Linked DNA regions of Sus scrofa: region 1 is linked to region 2. A link is a contact called in public Hi-C data. All regions are on one chromosome and are shown on one strand. Each heading gives the region's core, a stretch centred on a gene start, on an enhancer-like site or on the middle of the called end of the contact. The rest is flanking DNA. Distances are from core to core; before and after follow the strand shown.

Region 1 (7,588 bases), core at 1,784-4,283, 450 kb before region 2:
GGGGAGGTTGCTTGAGAAAGGTGTCTACATAATTACATTTGTCAAACTCCAAGTACTCTTAGAGGAGATGCTTTTAAGTATTACATAACTAGTGTCTAAAAAGGCCTTTGAGAGCTACCTGTTGGCTTCTGACAGGTGCCATTACCTGTTTTCACCTTCTTGCCACTCTTGGTTAATTAACCCTGCCTGTCATCTAGCTTTTTCCTGCTTGTAGGCAATTGACAATTTATGCCTAGAATATTTTGCATGGCTTGGCTTTCCCATCTTTGGGTCTTAACCTAAATAGGTCTTTTCTATCCTGTTGGTTTCCTTCAAAGTATTAGTTTGAACTTATCTCTTGGCTTATTTGCCTACTGCCCATCTTCCTTAGTAGAGGTAAAGTGCTTTGTAAAAGCAGAAACCTTGTTAGTCTGCATCCAGGGCCTGACACAAAAAATGACTACATAGTGACTACCAAATGAGTGACCCTATTAAGTGCTATGTGAACATGTCAAATTCAAATAGAAAAGGCTCATTTAAGAAGATTCATCTGGGAGTTCCTGTCGTGACTCAGTAGTAAGGAACCCAACTAACATCCATGAGGACCTCTTTCAGTGGGTTAAGAAGCTGGTGTTGGCATGAGCAGACTTAGATCTTTCTGTGGCTGCGGCATAGGCTGGTGGCTACAGCTCCAATTCAACCCCTAGCCTGGGAACTTGCATATGTCGCGAGTGCAGCCCTTGAAACACCCTCAAAAAAAAAAAAAAAAAAAAAACTCACCTGCATGGTAAATTGATGGGTTTGAAGGTGTGAATGATGGAGAAAAGGGAAATGACAGGATTTGGAGTCAAAAGAGATTCTCAACCATAAATTGAGAGTGATCCTACCTTCCAACTTCATGAAATTGTGGAAAAGAAAAAAAAGTGATAATAACCTGGAAAACAATTGGGATTATTAATGACAGCTAAAACATTTGGCACCTTCATTGTGCGCCAGACTCACAACACAACTATTGTTACTTTTCTTAGCCATGGTTTGTCGATGAGGAAGCAGTTACTGAAATTGATGAGTAAATGTTGGAAGCAATACTCAAAACCAGGGCCTCTTTTTTTTTTTTTTTTCCTGGCTGCACCCACAGCCAAGTTCCTGCACCACAGCTGTGGCCATACGGGATCCTTGTGCCAAAAGGGGACTTCCCAGGACCTTTGGGTTTATACTGTTGCTCAGAATTTCTCTTGACTGGACATTTGGATCAATCTTATTGGGGTGATGGCTTTATTTGTGAAAAACACTATCTGAGTCTTGAAAAAAATTGCAAGCATTTTAGAACATAATTATACACCCATTCCATTCAAAAGTAATAGAAAATAGCAGTAGTATAGGAAACTGGAAGTATGGTTCTTAGCCAGGAGATACTTCAAACACCCCACTTTCGTAAGCCAAAACCACCTCTTGAATGTTCTGTCAGAGGGCTTTATAAAGCAAGCTCAAGGATGGTGGTGATGTCTCAGGCCCCAAGGGCAGCATTTCTATGCCTGTTTTGTGGTTGGTCATCACATCCTGTCTTACCAGTTCTGGCAATGAGAATGTCTAAGTTCAGTCCAGTGCTTCACACAACTTTCTCCATCACTCAGCACTTGGTTTTAAAAAGGTTTTCTACACTTGTGTTCAATGCGGAAACAGGCTATCTTTAAGATAGCTTCAGCTTTGAAAGGGAACTTAAAATAGCTTGCAGGGTGGCCTGATAATCAGAACAATTGCTGATATTTCATTTTCCATGACTCTAGGAAGTAGCACTGTTTGACAGGGCCTACCTTAGTTTTGCTGGAAGTGAAATGGGGATAGCAACCCTAGCCAATGGTGCAAGAAGGTTCTTAACCAAATAGTCTGATTCCTGCGTTTTGCCTTTTGAGCTTGTTCAGTTTCTTTCATGCTATGACTGTTTCCCTTAGTATCAATCAGGCCAAGCAGAGCCTGGCTGCCTGGAGCTATAGACGGTGTGAAGCAGTTGCCTGAGACAAGAACACCCAAATTTTGAGGTTGGTGGGAAGGACAGGAGTCATGCCTCTGAAGAGATAGAGGCGGTTAGGCGAGATGTCCTCAGAAGGGACCTGATTAAGAGTCAAAACGATCAGTATACAAGGAGTAACGAATCTCAGTCTGGAGGCCAGAAGAGGGCCTGCAGTGGTCGCTGACCAGAGTCCTGCTGGCTCCTCCCGGGCCTGCACAGCCCGACTGGGCTGGGCTGCAGCGAAACTTCAGGACCGCTAGGTGGCAGCCGTGCGTTTCCAAAGCTGTCTCGCCTACTGGAGAGCCCAGCTGGGATCCGACCCGGGAGCTCAAGGTGGGGGGGGGGGAGATGCGTAACAGACGCCCTGGAGACCCTCTCCCCCTCAACGGCAGGGACAGAGACTGGAAGAGGGCTCACTTGGGTTGGCCAGCCGCCCGAGAGGGTGTCTGGGACACACCACGATCCTGCGTGGACTCAAAGGGCGGGTAAAAGAGACCCCCCCTTAAACGGAGCCGCCCCGAGGGCTGGGCCTGACCCGCCCCCTCCCGGCTCCCCACTCAAGCGCTGGTTGGTGTGAGTGAGTGCGACTAGCGAATGTGGGCGCATGAAGACGTTCCGCACCTAACTGCGTTCTTGGGGACCGCTGCCTGTCCAATTCCGGCAGCGTTGCTCCGTGGCGCGGGTCATTGCGCCCAGACACAGAATTCCGACGGCTTCCAGCGCTCACCAGCTCCAGCCTCGCGGGCTCTGCCCCTTCGGAGCTGCTGGTCCCGTCGCCGAGAGTCTGAGCGCCTCCCTCCAACCCAGGGCCGCCAGGAGAAGGAGGAGGCGGCAGAGGAGAGGCCGCGGCAGGCAGGCAAGCAGGCAGAGCCGCCTTTGATGTGGGCGCGGCGCACCCAGGCGAGCTGAGCGCCCGTCCGGCCGCGCCCCGAGGGGGGAGCCCCCGGGCCCCGCATCCTCATTGTGCCGGCTCGGGCCCGGGCCCGCCCCCGGCCCCCCGCCCCCTCGCCGCCCGCGCGTAGAAAACGCCCCGGCCGCCGCCAGTGGTGGGAGGCGGCGATGCGCACGGCCGGAGAGACTCGGAGGAGGAGACATGAGCCGGCGGGCGCCCAGACGGAGCGGCCGTGACGCGTTCGTGCTGCAGCCGCGCGCCCCGGCCCCAGAACGCTGACCCCTGGCCCCGCGCAGTCCCGCGCCCCATCCGGAGAGCACGCCCCAGCTTCCAGCCCCGCCGTGCATGCTGCCCCCGGAGTGAGCCTGTCAGCCAGCCTCCCGCGGACGCCCGGACGGACGGCCAGCCGGCAGTGAGCAAGCTTCTTCGCACCGGCCGGTGCCTCCTGCACAGCGGCGGCCGCCCCGCAGCCCCCGCGCCAGCCCGGAGGGCGCAGCGCTCGGGAGGAGCCGCGCGGGGCGCTGATGCCGCAGGGCGCGCCGCGGAGCGCCCCGGAGCAGCAGAGTCTGCAGCAGCAGCAGCCGGCGAGGAGGGAGCAGCAGCAGCGGCGGCGGCGGCGGCGGAGGCGGCGGAGGCGCCCGGTCCCGGCCGCGCGAAGCGGACATGTGCAGGCTGGGCTAGGAGCCGCCGCCTCCCTCCCTCCCAGCGATGTATTCAGCGCCCTCCGCCTGCACTTGCCTGTAAGCGCCCGCTCGCGGGGCTGCCCACCCTGCCTGGCAGTCTGTCGGTGTGCCTGTGGTTCTGTCTGCCTGCCCAGCCGTTTCTCCGACTTTCCGACTGCATATCTGTCTGTACCTAGGTCCCCCTCCTTCCAGTCTCACTGACGGCCTCTCCATCTCTCTCCGCAGGTGTTTACACTTCCTGCTGTTGTGCTTCCAGGTACAGGTACGTGGGCTCCTGACTCTGACCTCTCCCCCACCCCCGCAACTGCCTCGCGGTACGTGTCGACCCCCCTCCTCCGGGCCGCGCCCCCTCCCTGCGCCCCACCCCTCCTGGGCGCCGAGCCCAGTGCACCTGTTCCCAGGGCGCGGAAGGGCGGCTCCGCACGCGCCCAGCGCAGGAGGGGGGACCGGCCAAGGGCAAGGGGCTCTGCTGTGGGACTCAGGCTGGCGCGCGCTGGCGGGGCTACGGCTGGGAGGAGATCCCCGGAGCCGGCGGGCTCAGACGCTGCAATGTGCCCGGTTCTAGGCCCCCCGGCTCGCAGCGGGTGAGGAGTTAGGACGTAGGGATTTTCTCTGCCAACCGTCCCTTAACATCTCCGCTCGCTCTTCTAAACAAAAAGGCTCCTTTCAGACGAGTGGATTTGAAGTCCAGGGAGAAAGCTTCAGTTGTAAATTACTCTGTGGTTTCAAAGGCGTTTGCAGCATTGAGAGGCAGAGGGAGAGAGAGAGAGAGACAGAGAGACAGAGAGAGAGACAGAGACAGAGAGAAAGGGAAAGAGACAGAAAGAGGAGAGGCTCGGGTGAGAGGAGCAGAGCAGGGTGCCTGGGCCGAGGGACCACTGCCTGCGAGGCGGCTCCGGAACGGCCGCGCTCCGCACACCCTTGCCCAAGGTGGGGCAGCCCTCAGCTGGTTCCTCGCCTCACTCCCCGCTTGCTCGCTCTCCTGAATCAGAAGAGGGCTTGGCGCTCGGCCTGGAAAGCACTTGCTAAAATCTGATCTGTTACTTCAGCAGCTTTCAGACTCGGGAAGGTCTTGGCACGAAGACAGTTGGAACACTTGGGCTTCCAAAGCCCTGGAAATGAAGGAAACGCGTTGGGGTGGGGGGAAGAGAAGAGGGGCTGAGGGAGCGACTTCAGCCCCGATTAGAACCAGACCAGGCTGCCTCAGTTTGGGGGGGATGGGGGGTGCAAAGGGAAAGGGAATAGGAAGTGCCAGCTGCCCTAGCCCCCCATCCACTTAGAGCTCTGTGGGAGGGGCCCTAGGAGGAGCTGGACTGGGGCCAAAAGAGATTATCTGCCCCTTCCCCCTCTGGGTTGAAGGCAGGTGTCCTCACAGGGTTAGAGAGGATGCTTAGGCTTTAGCTTTCTGCATTTGGGAGGTGCCCAGGGAGAGCACAGAGCAGGAAAAATGTGATTCTCCTAGGTGTGCGTGTTGAGTGCTGTTGAGACTCTGCGGTCTCTTAGAGCCGGTGGTGGTGGTGGCGGCGGCGGATCTGCTTATCTCCCCTCCCGCTGCTGCCCAACAGGATGGGCACTGAGCTAGTCGGGGCTGGGGGCTGGACAGACGGATGAGTTCTTTCCCTCTTTTGGCCAGGCTGGGGTCCCCAGTGACTCTTTGAATCAATACCACTGGAGTCAGTAACTTAAGACTGGCTGTTTGCCAAAGCAGATGTGACCCTGTATGTGGCGGGGGCGGGGTGGGGAATGGCTGGTGTCAGAGAGGCCAGTGCCAGGCATGGTTTGCAGCTGAGTCCCCAAGCAGAGAGCAGACCCCAGGGTCACTCCGGGGCACTGTGTTTGTCCCACCAGGGTGAGAGCTCTTTTTCTGTGTGCTGAGCCTCAGGGTGGGGACGATGAAATGGGCATGAAGTAGAGCCTTGGCTTTGGACCTTGTTGCCTGCTGCCTCTTGGTCCTTGAAGTGGGGCCCTGGAGGGCTGCTGTGTGGTCTTTGTGTTCTCTGGGGGAATGCGAGGGAGGACTTTGCATCCCACCTCCCCGTTCTGGCCAGAGCTAGAGCCAGCCTCTCGGGGAGAGAGCTGGGTGGTCTCCGTCTGGGTGAGGGGGTCCATCTGGCTTAGGTCTTCCAGCAGGTGAAGGAAGGCTCCTCTCCCCTTCTCCTACCCCCCTCTTCCTTTGCAGCCTTTCCCCTTCCAAACTGCCTTCGGACTGACCAATGTTTTTAACTCAAGGTCTTTGCACCCTTCAAATATCTAAGGATGGGATGCTGGGGGGAGGGGTGGTTCCTGAGACACTTGAGGGCAAAATGGTGCCCAAATGTACTGCGGCGGGGAAAGGGTTTCTAGGCTCCCCATAGATTTTTGAAAGCACCTGTGATTGCTGAAAGATAAAGCAGCGCTACCCTAAGGGTTATAGGCAACATTGGCACCATCAAGTCCCCCTTCATACTCTAGGGACAAGGTGGAGTGGTCATTGGAGGCGAGGATGAGGGGGTGGGACCCCCGTGTGTGTGCTAGTTGCAGGAGGTCCCACCCCGGGGTCTGCTTTCCACTGTGGTGTTGGACCGATACTGGGAGAGCAGCTACTTCCTTTAAGGGTGCGTTTGGAGGGTGGCAGTGAGAGCGCCTGTGGTGATCAGGGCCCGGGGGGGGGTGCTCTCTGCCCCATGGGGGGAGCTCAGGGCTTTGGCATCCTGAGGGCTGGGCCTGAACCCCAGCCTCATCTTTTCCTATCAGTAGACCTAGCTTCCTCATTTGTGACAGGGGTGGCCCTGAGGCGGAAATGGTCCATGATAGGTGTGGAAGAGGTTTCTCGAATTCTCAGCCCCCTGGGAGGGCGCCTTGCTGTGCTGGGAACTCTGTACACCTGTGCCCTTCCTTCCCCCACCTCCATGTTTTGGGAAACTGGTCCAGTCCTCGCAACAAAGTTTCTGGGCTCCTCCCCTCTTCCCATCCATCCCCAGCCACCAAGCCCTGAACGGGCCCCCTGGCCCCAGCCACATTTCCCTGAGCACAGTCAATGCCAGACACAGCCCTCCCACCCCCATGTGGCGAGCCCCGCCCTTTTGCATCCGCAACCCCCTGGGAGTGGGAAGCTGGGAATTTAATAAAATCCCTTCTCCACACGACTTGGGACACCGTGGATATCTCAAATCGGAAGAATTTTAAAAATTTCCAAGGGGAGCAACCGGCGTGACCAGTAAATTGCTTTTCTGCACTTGGCTGAGCGCTGACAATGACACCGGGCTGGGCCTTTCACACAGCTCACCCGGCACCTGCCTGACATTGTTCCTGCCGCCAGGCTCGGCTAGGTCCTGGCCTTCCCCAGACAGGCCGGGCGTGAGGCAGGCCAGGGCAGGGGGGCTTCCACCGGCCCCTTGTCCATCCCTCCCACAGCGCTGCTTCCTCCCTCCCTGCGAGCCTTGTTCAAGTTTGGAAGTTTCCTTCCACATCCCCCTTGCCTGACCCCCCACACCTGGGCTCTTCAGGTTTAAAGCCTTCCTTCAGGCTGGCCAGGATGGGAAGCTAGAGACAGAGTCCTTTGGGACTTGAGGAGGACAGAAAGCGGTTCTCTTGGCTCTTTTCATTTCTTTTCTTTCCTTTTTTTTTTTCTTTAGGGCTGCAAGTGTGGCATATGGAAGTTCCCAGGCTAGGGGTCGAATCGGAGTTACAGCTGCCGACCTACACCACAGCTCACGGCAACGCCGGATCCTTAACCCACTGAGCGAGGCCAGGAATTGAACCTGCGTCCTCATGGATACTAGTCAGGTTCTTTTCCACTGAGCCGCAAGGGGAACTCTGGCTTGTTTAATTTCTTAAAGCAGCGACTCATCCATCCATCTGTCCAGTCAGGTATTCAGTCAACAGATACTTGCTGGGGGCCTACTTCTTGCTGGCCCTTGAATAAGACTAGTCTATTCCCGGCCTCAAGGAGCTGCCAGTCTAGAGAGGGAGAGTTCTAGATAAACAGGGGTTCTTCAGTCCCCTCTCCCCACACTGCGGGGTGTCCAGAAGCAGGGAGCATCC
Region 2 (7,129 bases), core at 978-3,477:
AAAAAGTGCATGCATATATTTACAGTGCCTTTATTCAATGATTGTGAAAAACTGGATCCAGGAATGTCCTTCAATAGGTAAATGATAACAACACTGTGGTATAACCATAAAGTGGAACACTACTGGGCAGTAAAAAGGAATCAACTATTACTAAATGCAGCAATGTAAAAGGATCTCAAGTGTGCAATGCTAAGTATAAAAAGCCAGACTCGAAAGGCTACAAACTGAGTCCATTTACAGGGCAGTCTCAAAAAGGCAAGGTTACAGGGTCAGAAAAAAAGATCAGTGGTTGTCAGGGCCTAGGGGGAAAAATGGATAAACGCAAAGGAGCCGGACAAAGGAATCTAGGGGATGATGGAACAGTTCTGGATCTTGATTATTGTTATGATGACATAATTTTTTGTGCTGGGCAAAACTCACAGAACTTTTCACTAAAAAGAGTGAACTGTTCTATAGGTAAATTGTATCTAAAAGTTAAAATCTCCACTGTCTTCTGAAATACAAGAAAAAAAGCTACAAACAATATGAAACAAAATCTGTTAGACAAGTTCCCTCGTTAGCTGGCAGGTTAAGGATCTGGCATTGTCACTGCTGTGGCTCTGGTTACAGCTGTGGTGCAGGTTCAGTTCCTGGCCCAGGAACTTCTGCATGCCACAGGTGCAGCAAAAAAACAAAAAAAAAAAACACCCCCACACAAACTGTTAGAGCCGTCGAACATTAAACACAGAAATGATTCAGTTCCTCTACTACTGAAAAGTTGTGGTGCAGTGGAAACGAATCCGACTGGTAACCGTGAGGATGCGGCCTTGCTCAGTGAGTTAAGGATCAGGTGTTGTCATGAGCTGTGTTGTAGGTCGCAGATGCGGCTCAGATCCTGCGTGGCTGTGGCTGTGGTCTAGGCCGGCAGAGGTAGTTCCAATTCGACCCCTAGCCTGGGAATTTCCATGTGCCACAAGTGCGGCCCTAAAAAGCAAATGCATATATTTATATAGATGTATAAATTGCTCTATCATTCTTTTGTGTTATCAACTGAGCCTTTCACAGACACCATAAAAGTAGTAACTTTGATTTATATGCCAGTTTAGCAATGCTTCCACCAGCTAGCAAAGTAATCAAGAGCCTTGTGACACTGAGATGGTTTCTATTTGCACTTACATACAGAATAAAGAACGTGAACGTGCTCAGAGAAGGATACGAAATGAGACCATCCCGGGGCCTAACGCGAGTAGAGGGAAATGCTCTGGCTCTGGTTCTTTAGAACCACACAGAGAGCTGCCAAGATTGAGCAGAACAGATTAAAAAGAGCCACCCAAGAGGGAATGGGGAGACTGTTACATCTAGTATCTAACATGTAACCACAATTCTAAAAATAATATATACAAAATGCAGTCACTCACCTTAATAGAATTATCTCGTAGGCCACTGATAATTTTTTCATCATCATACTGTAAACAGTAGACACCTTTACTATTTTCAGAGCGGCACTGAATCCTCTGCAAGTTGTGTCGTCCACACCGCCAGTTAGATTCTATAGTCTAAGGAAAAAAGGAGGCAAGAGATGAGTTTTTGTGAATCAACCATTCTCTTAGGGTTCAGAGTCTGGCGTTACTTCCAGAAACAGCATACCACTGATACTCCATCTTGGTTTGCATAACTGTCTGTGGACAGGAATCACACTCTTTTCCAAGTAAGACATTAGCCCAGCGATGTTTTTCCTCAAACGCTCCCTGCCCGTCTGGCAACTATCACAGGATTTCCAATGAGTTTGGGCTGGGTTTGAAAAAAATGGCCTAGACAGAATTCAATATGCTTAAAGAATGCCATTTGCACCCAAAACACACAAATAAATAGTAACTCATTGGGTCACTCTCTAATGCCAATTAAAACATTTGGCAGCAGATCACCACTAATGTTAAGCATATAACAATCTGTGTATCCATCCAAAGCACTGACTGTCCTGATCATTGAGAAAAGATATTGACAACTACTATGTGCCAACCATTATTGAAAGAATTTGTCATCCATTTTTAATCTTCGACCAGACTGAGGCTCTTTTAGAATAAGAATGGCACACTTCAGCCCTGGGTTCTCATTCTTTCATCATTCATGTGATGCTTACTGAGATGCCAGTGTACTTCAGGGCCTGACCGCTTTAGGCACTGGGGATGCAAAGATGCATGGGAAGCGTACTGCTTGCAAAGGTTGCAACTGCAATACCCAGGCACACATGTTTATTTGGTTAATTGAGTCACACGATAACTTTGACAGGAAGTTCTTATTACTTCCCTTTTACAAACAAGGCAACAGTTTAATTTGCCTGAGGTTACAAAACTAGTTAACCGGATGCGTTGGAAATGACACCCAGTTCTTCCTGACTCTGAGCCCATGTTTTTCCCACTAAAATACGCAGCATCTACTAACAAAGTATAGTCCTAACTATGGAGGTTAGTGAACACGGGACATAAAGAGATCGATACCAACTCCAGAGAAGCTATCAGTGCCAAGGGAGTGATTAAAAACCCTGAGTGCTGCAGCACTTAAGGACTCTTAAGCAACGCTGTGGCCTGAGACCAGTGAGCAAAGTTCAAAGTTCAAAGTGGGTGATGCCCAGAGCACTGGAAGACCTAACCCAGTAGTGGATATAAGGGATTCTCAGGAACAAAAGATAACAATGCGTCCACGATGAACAACCAAAGTATAAATTCCTGATCCTTGAAATTAGGGGACATAGGGACTGCAACAACTGGCAACACCTGAGCTCAGGATCTAGTTCAAAAGCTATTATCTGAGTAGCAAAAGTTTAATTAGTTGCTTGGTAGAGAAAGGAGATAACTCATCTTTATTCATAATAACCACTTTAATTATTGGTTCTGCTGACATCTAACGAATTACGTCCTCTTATTTTGAGGGCAGTACCCTTCCATACACTGCAAAATGTTACAGTTCACTAAATGTTATGTTCCAGGTACTATGCTTCCTTAACACTCTGCTATGTGTTTTATATATTTTACAGTTAATCATCACAACTCTGAAGCCAAAATTGTCCTCCTTTTATATAAAAAGAAACGGAGGGTTGGAGACACTGATCCACACATACTTAGAAAGGAAAATGTGGAGTTTCCATTGTGACTCAGTGGGTTAAGGACCTAACACTGTTTCTGTGAAGATGCAGGTTCGACCCCTAGGCTTGCTCAGGGGGTTGAGGACCCAGCATTGCTGCAAGTGGTGCCACAGGTCTGAGCTGCAGCTCTTATCTGACCCCCAGCCTGGAAACTTCCATTTGCCGCCAGTACGGCCATAAAAAGAAGAGGGGGAAAAAGAAGGGAACATATTTCCTCATTCGTGTACTCAGCACAGGAGCCTGGAAATATAAGCCCTGCCCTCAAAAAGCTCCCACACACAGCCTGAGAGACAGCAGGATCACATGTTTCCAACACCCAGGGGGTGCAAAGAGGTGCCACGGCAGACTTCTCACTCATCTGTCCTTCTGCTACCAAGCCAGAGCTTCTTGGTCAGCAGCATCATCTCTAGTGAGTTTGAAAAGGCTCGTACACAAAACCACGTATTAAAAACAACAAAATCCAAACTCACAAAAACAAAAATGCACCCTACTGTGGCTCCCACTATCAAGGTAGACAACAGGAGTTCCCTTCTGGCTCAGTGGGTTAAGGTTTTTGTGTTGTCACCACTGTGGCTCAAGTTGGATCCGTGGCCCGGGAGCTTGTGCATGCTGTGCATACAGCCAAAAAAGGAAGGAAAAAAAAAAAGTAGACAACAGATCTGTCTGTATAAGCAACTTTTAAAAAAGGGATCCAGAATATAAAGAATTTCTTAAATTGAACTCAATGTTTGGAATCATTTAGCAAAATCATGTATTTTTAGACAGAGACTGAGCCACCTCGGCATGCTAAGCATACCACGAAAATGCCGACTTACAGGCAGACCTACTGGTAACAAGTCTTATTCACGGCCAGTGACGCTTGGCAGTGGTTACCAATGTTCAGGCTATACCCTGGGGGCCCAGAGGGTTGCTTCTGAATGTGACTACATATAAACCCAGAGTATTACAAAGATGAATACATATCTATGCATCAGGTGTTATTTTTAAAATTCATATAGCTGTCCTTAGTTTCACAACATACACAATTGCTTTAAAATATTATTATTGAATCAGTTAAGTAGCTTTGTCCTTTGTATATTTCAATGACTAGAAAAAGTACGTTTACTATCTAGGGGGAGTTTGAAATTTTTTTAACTTAAAAAGAGGGGGTAGAGGAGGCGTTCCCGTCGTGGTGCAGCAGAAATGAATCCAACTAGGAACCATGAGGTTGCAGGTTTGATCCCAGGCCTCACTCAGTGGGTTAAGAATCTGGCATTGACACGAGCTGTGGTGTAAGTTGCAGCCACGGCTCGGATCCCTTGTTGCTGTGGCTGTGGCGTAGGCCGGCAACTGTAGCTCTGATTTGACCCCAGCCTGGGAACTTTCACATGCCGCAGGCGCAGCCCTGAAAAAAAAGGGAGGGGGTGGAGGAACTTCCATACCCAAACGAATTTCCTACATGCTCTCCCACTACTCTAAAATGTTTTCTAGAACCAAATGACTTGGTTATAATCTGTTACTGTACCTAAAGCCCTAAAGACACAGCAGGGAAGAGCTGGGTAAGGCAACACGACTGGCTTGTGACAACGGTCCCCTAAGACATCTGCACAGAGACCATCACCCTTCTATCTCTGACCCTCGAACCAGAACCAGAGGCAGGACCTCTCAAAATCTGTTAGATAGGAAATGGCTTAGCTTCTCAACACCTAGAAGAAGCCTAATTTTCTAAAACACATTTCTGAATTTTAAAAGAAAAAGCTTATTGAGTCATTTTTGACGGGTCATTTTAGGAAGTTCCCAGTTAGGGCTGTTTCTAAAATTATTAAGTTCCTGAATCCCAAAACAAGTCTGTTTGTTTCAAAATGCCAGTAAAGCAACACTAAACCAGATCAGGGAGAGGACTGCTTTGTTGCACACCAGCCCTGTGTAATTCCTAAGACTTCACTCTTCTCAATTCTCAAGGCCACCCACGAAAGAAAGCAACACTTCCTGCTGACTACGCCTGCCCAAAATACTACCTACCACCATATTTGACGACCTCAACTCTTATTAGAATGCTTATATAAGCCAGGTCTTTTTCAGAAAAACTAGACCTTTAAAAATGAAAGGCAGCCCACTGTGGTCGAAAATACCTAGGCCAATTAACAACTTTGACAAGTAGCTTGGACTGTTGAGTAACAGTTTCCTCCTCTGTAAAAAGGGCATAAAGACACACACACACACACACACACACACACACACACACACATACACCCCTCAGATCTGCTGGAAGGGTCCAATGAGATTACTGCAAAGTGCTTATCACAGTGCCCACAAATGGCAGCAATGATGCGCTTCCTCGTTCGTGGAAAACACTGACCAAAAACAGTAGGCTGGGACCAAAAAAGAAAAAAAAAATCTCACCGAATTGCCAGCAACTTTTGTCTCAGTCCAGGCTGATCTTCAATGCTGACAGCCCTGAGCCCTCTCTGTTCAACCATTCCCAGGAAGGGGCTCAACCTTCAAATGCAATTCAACAGTTCCCTTAACTCCAGCAGCAGAAACTCAGGGCACACAGGTGCACCTCTTTCACTAAGCAGATACCTGCCGTTTCACTTCGACATCATGTGCTGTGGCTACTGTAGAGGAATATTTCATGGTTTTGAGAACTTGTAAAATCCCCTTACCCTGTGCAAATTTTCAAAATACTGGGAAAGTAGCCATGATACACAGAGTATACAGCAGCATTTAAATTGGCAATAGAGTGAAAACAGATGTCTGAGTATGAAGGAATAACATTATTTTTAGAAGCCTAAACACAACTGGGTGGGTGGGCAAGTTTCAGCATTTTCTGGTTAGGACAATGTTAATATCAAGTTTGCAAACCACAAAAAAGCTCCCCACTTTTCCTGAATAAAATGTGGTTTATTAAAAGGTGCGATACAACACACCATCATTTCACCAGCAGTCTGTTCCGAGGAGAGTGCTTCAAAGGCTTTAATCCAGTGAATAAAAAGAGGGAAAAGGCACATTATATGAAAGAGTTTGCCACTACTCTGAGATGGCAAAAGAGAAAAATTCAAGTTCAGGACATCAGAATCCTGATTTCATCCACCCTAACAACTCCCACCTCTCTGCTGCGGGACACTTGTGGGCACCGTAACATGAAAAGAGCATGGGCTTTGGACTAAGAGTTTCAGTTCTGACAATTCGAGGATTACATTAAACCACTGTGGCAAAGCTCATCACTCATGATGATGATGATGATGATGATAAGAATTAAGAGCAGAGAGCAAAGGACATATGGCTACTTTTCTTGGGAATCAGCCTCAGGTTTTCTAGGAACTCTTTCAATTCTGAGGCACTCTAAACCCTCCCTCCTCTCCCCGCGCCACTGTGTGTGTGTGTGTGTGTGTGTGTGTGTGCCACTGTGTGTGTGTGTGCCACTGTGTGTGTGTGTGTGGTAAGAACACCCATGAGAGAAGAACCTTTGCAGAAAGCTAAGAATTCTTATTTATTCTCTCCAGACTTCATTTCTCACATTCTCATTTCCTGAATAACAGGGATTGGCCACACTAAGCCATGTTCCCTACTTTTTTCTTAAAAATTAGCCAATTTCTGTCGGGTCAGTGTGGAAGGGCAAGACCACTGCTTGCCAGAGCCAAATATGGGAAGGGGTCAATGACAGGAGCTACCACATGAACTCGAGCTGTCAAGGGACAGCAAGAGGGGAGAAAACAAAACGTACTGTGAACCCGCCACCTCGCAAAGTACATGGGAAAAAACAAGAGACTCCAAAGCTGTGTGTGGGCAGTGGGGAAGAGGGACAATAACATCTACTTAACGTTCAGGGTGTAATTCATCTTTTGGCAACAGGTTTAAAACCTTCTAAAGCACCACCTTTCCTGTAACTGGACTAAACCAAGGCCAGCTAATCTTAACTCCGACCCCCTTTGCAACTAAGGGTCAAGGACACTTGAATACTCACACGATTGGAGAAGGATGAGAAGATCACCTTCAGCAGTCTGTGGGCATTAAACAATATTTCCT

The links. Hi-C and Micro-C count contacts between places; a contact is called where the count stands out from the background.
Region 1: a Hi-C map of alveolar macrophages shows a contact between it and region 2, with 3 times the contacts expected there. The contact joins the promoter of FGF18 here to the enhancer-like site in region 2. A contact is called at or near these places in 1 of 5 promoter capture datasets (fetal skeletal muscle), 7 of 47 Hi-C or Micro-C datasets (alveolar macrophages, brain, embryonic fibroblasts and 4 more) and 1 of 2 datasets of contacts at active chromatin or transcription factors (alveolar macrophages).

What each region holds. Positions count from the first base shown.
Region 1 is chr16:52,755,691-52,763,278 of Sscrofa11.1, reverse strand. It overlaps FGF18 (fibroblast growth factor 18), which reads left to right and starts at 3,033. Exons shown (of 5, transcript XM_013990660.2): 1 at 3,033-3,622; 2 at 3,791-3,827. The coding sequence starts at 3,591.
Region 2 is chr16:52,308,274-52,315,402 of Sscrofa11.1, reverse strand. It overlaps FBXW11 (F-box/WD repeat-containing protein 11), which reads right to left. Exons shown (of 14, transcript XM_021077115.1): 7 at 1,398-1,535. Among named protein-coding and RNA genes, the nearest start is that of FBXW11, 99 kb to the right of the region's middle. Within about 2 kb of position 2,227, at least 4 of the 83 cell types and tissues checked have an H3K27ac peak or open chromatin away from gene starts, as enhancers often do. A contact at or near this core is called in alveolar macrophages, where this site is marked.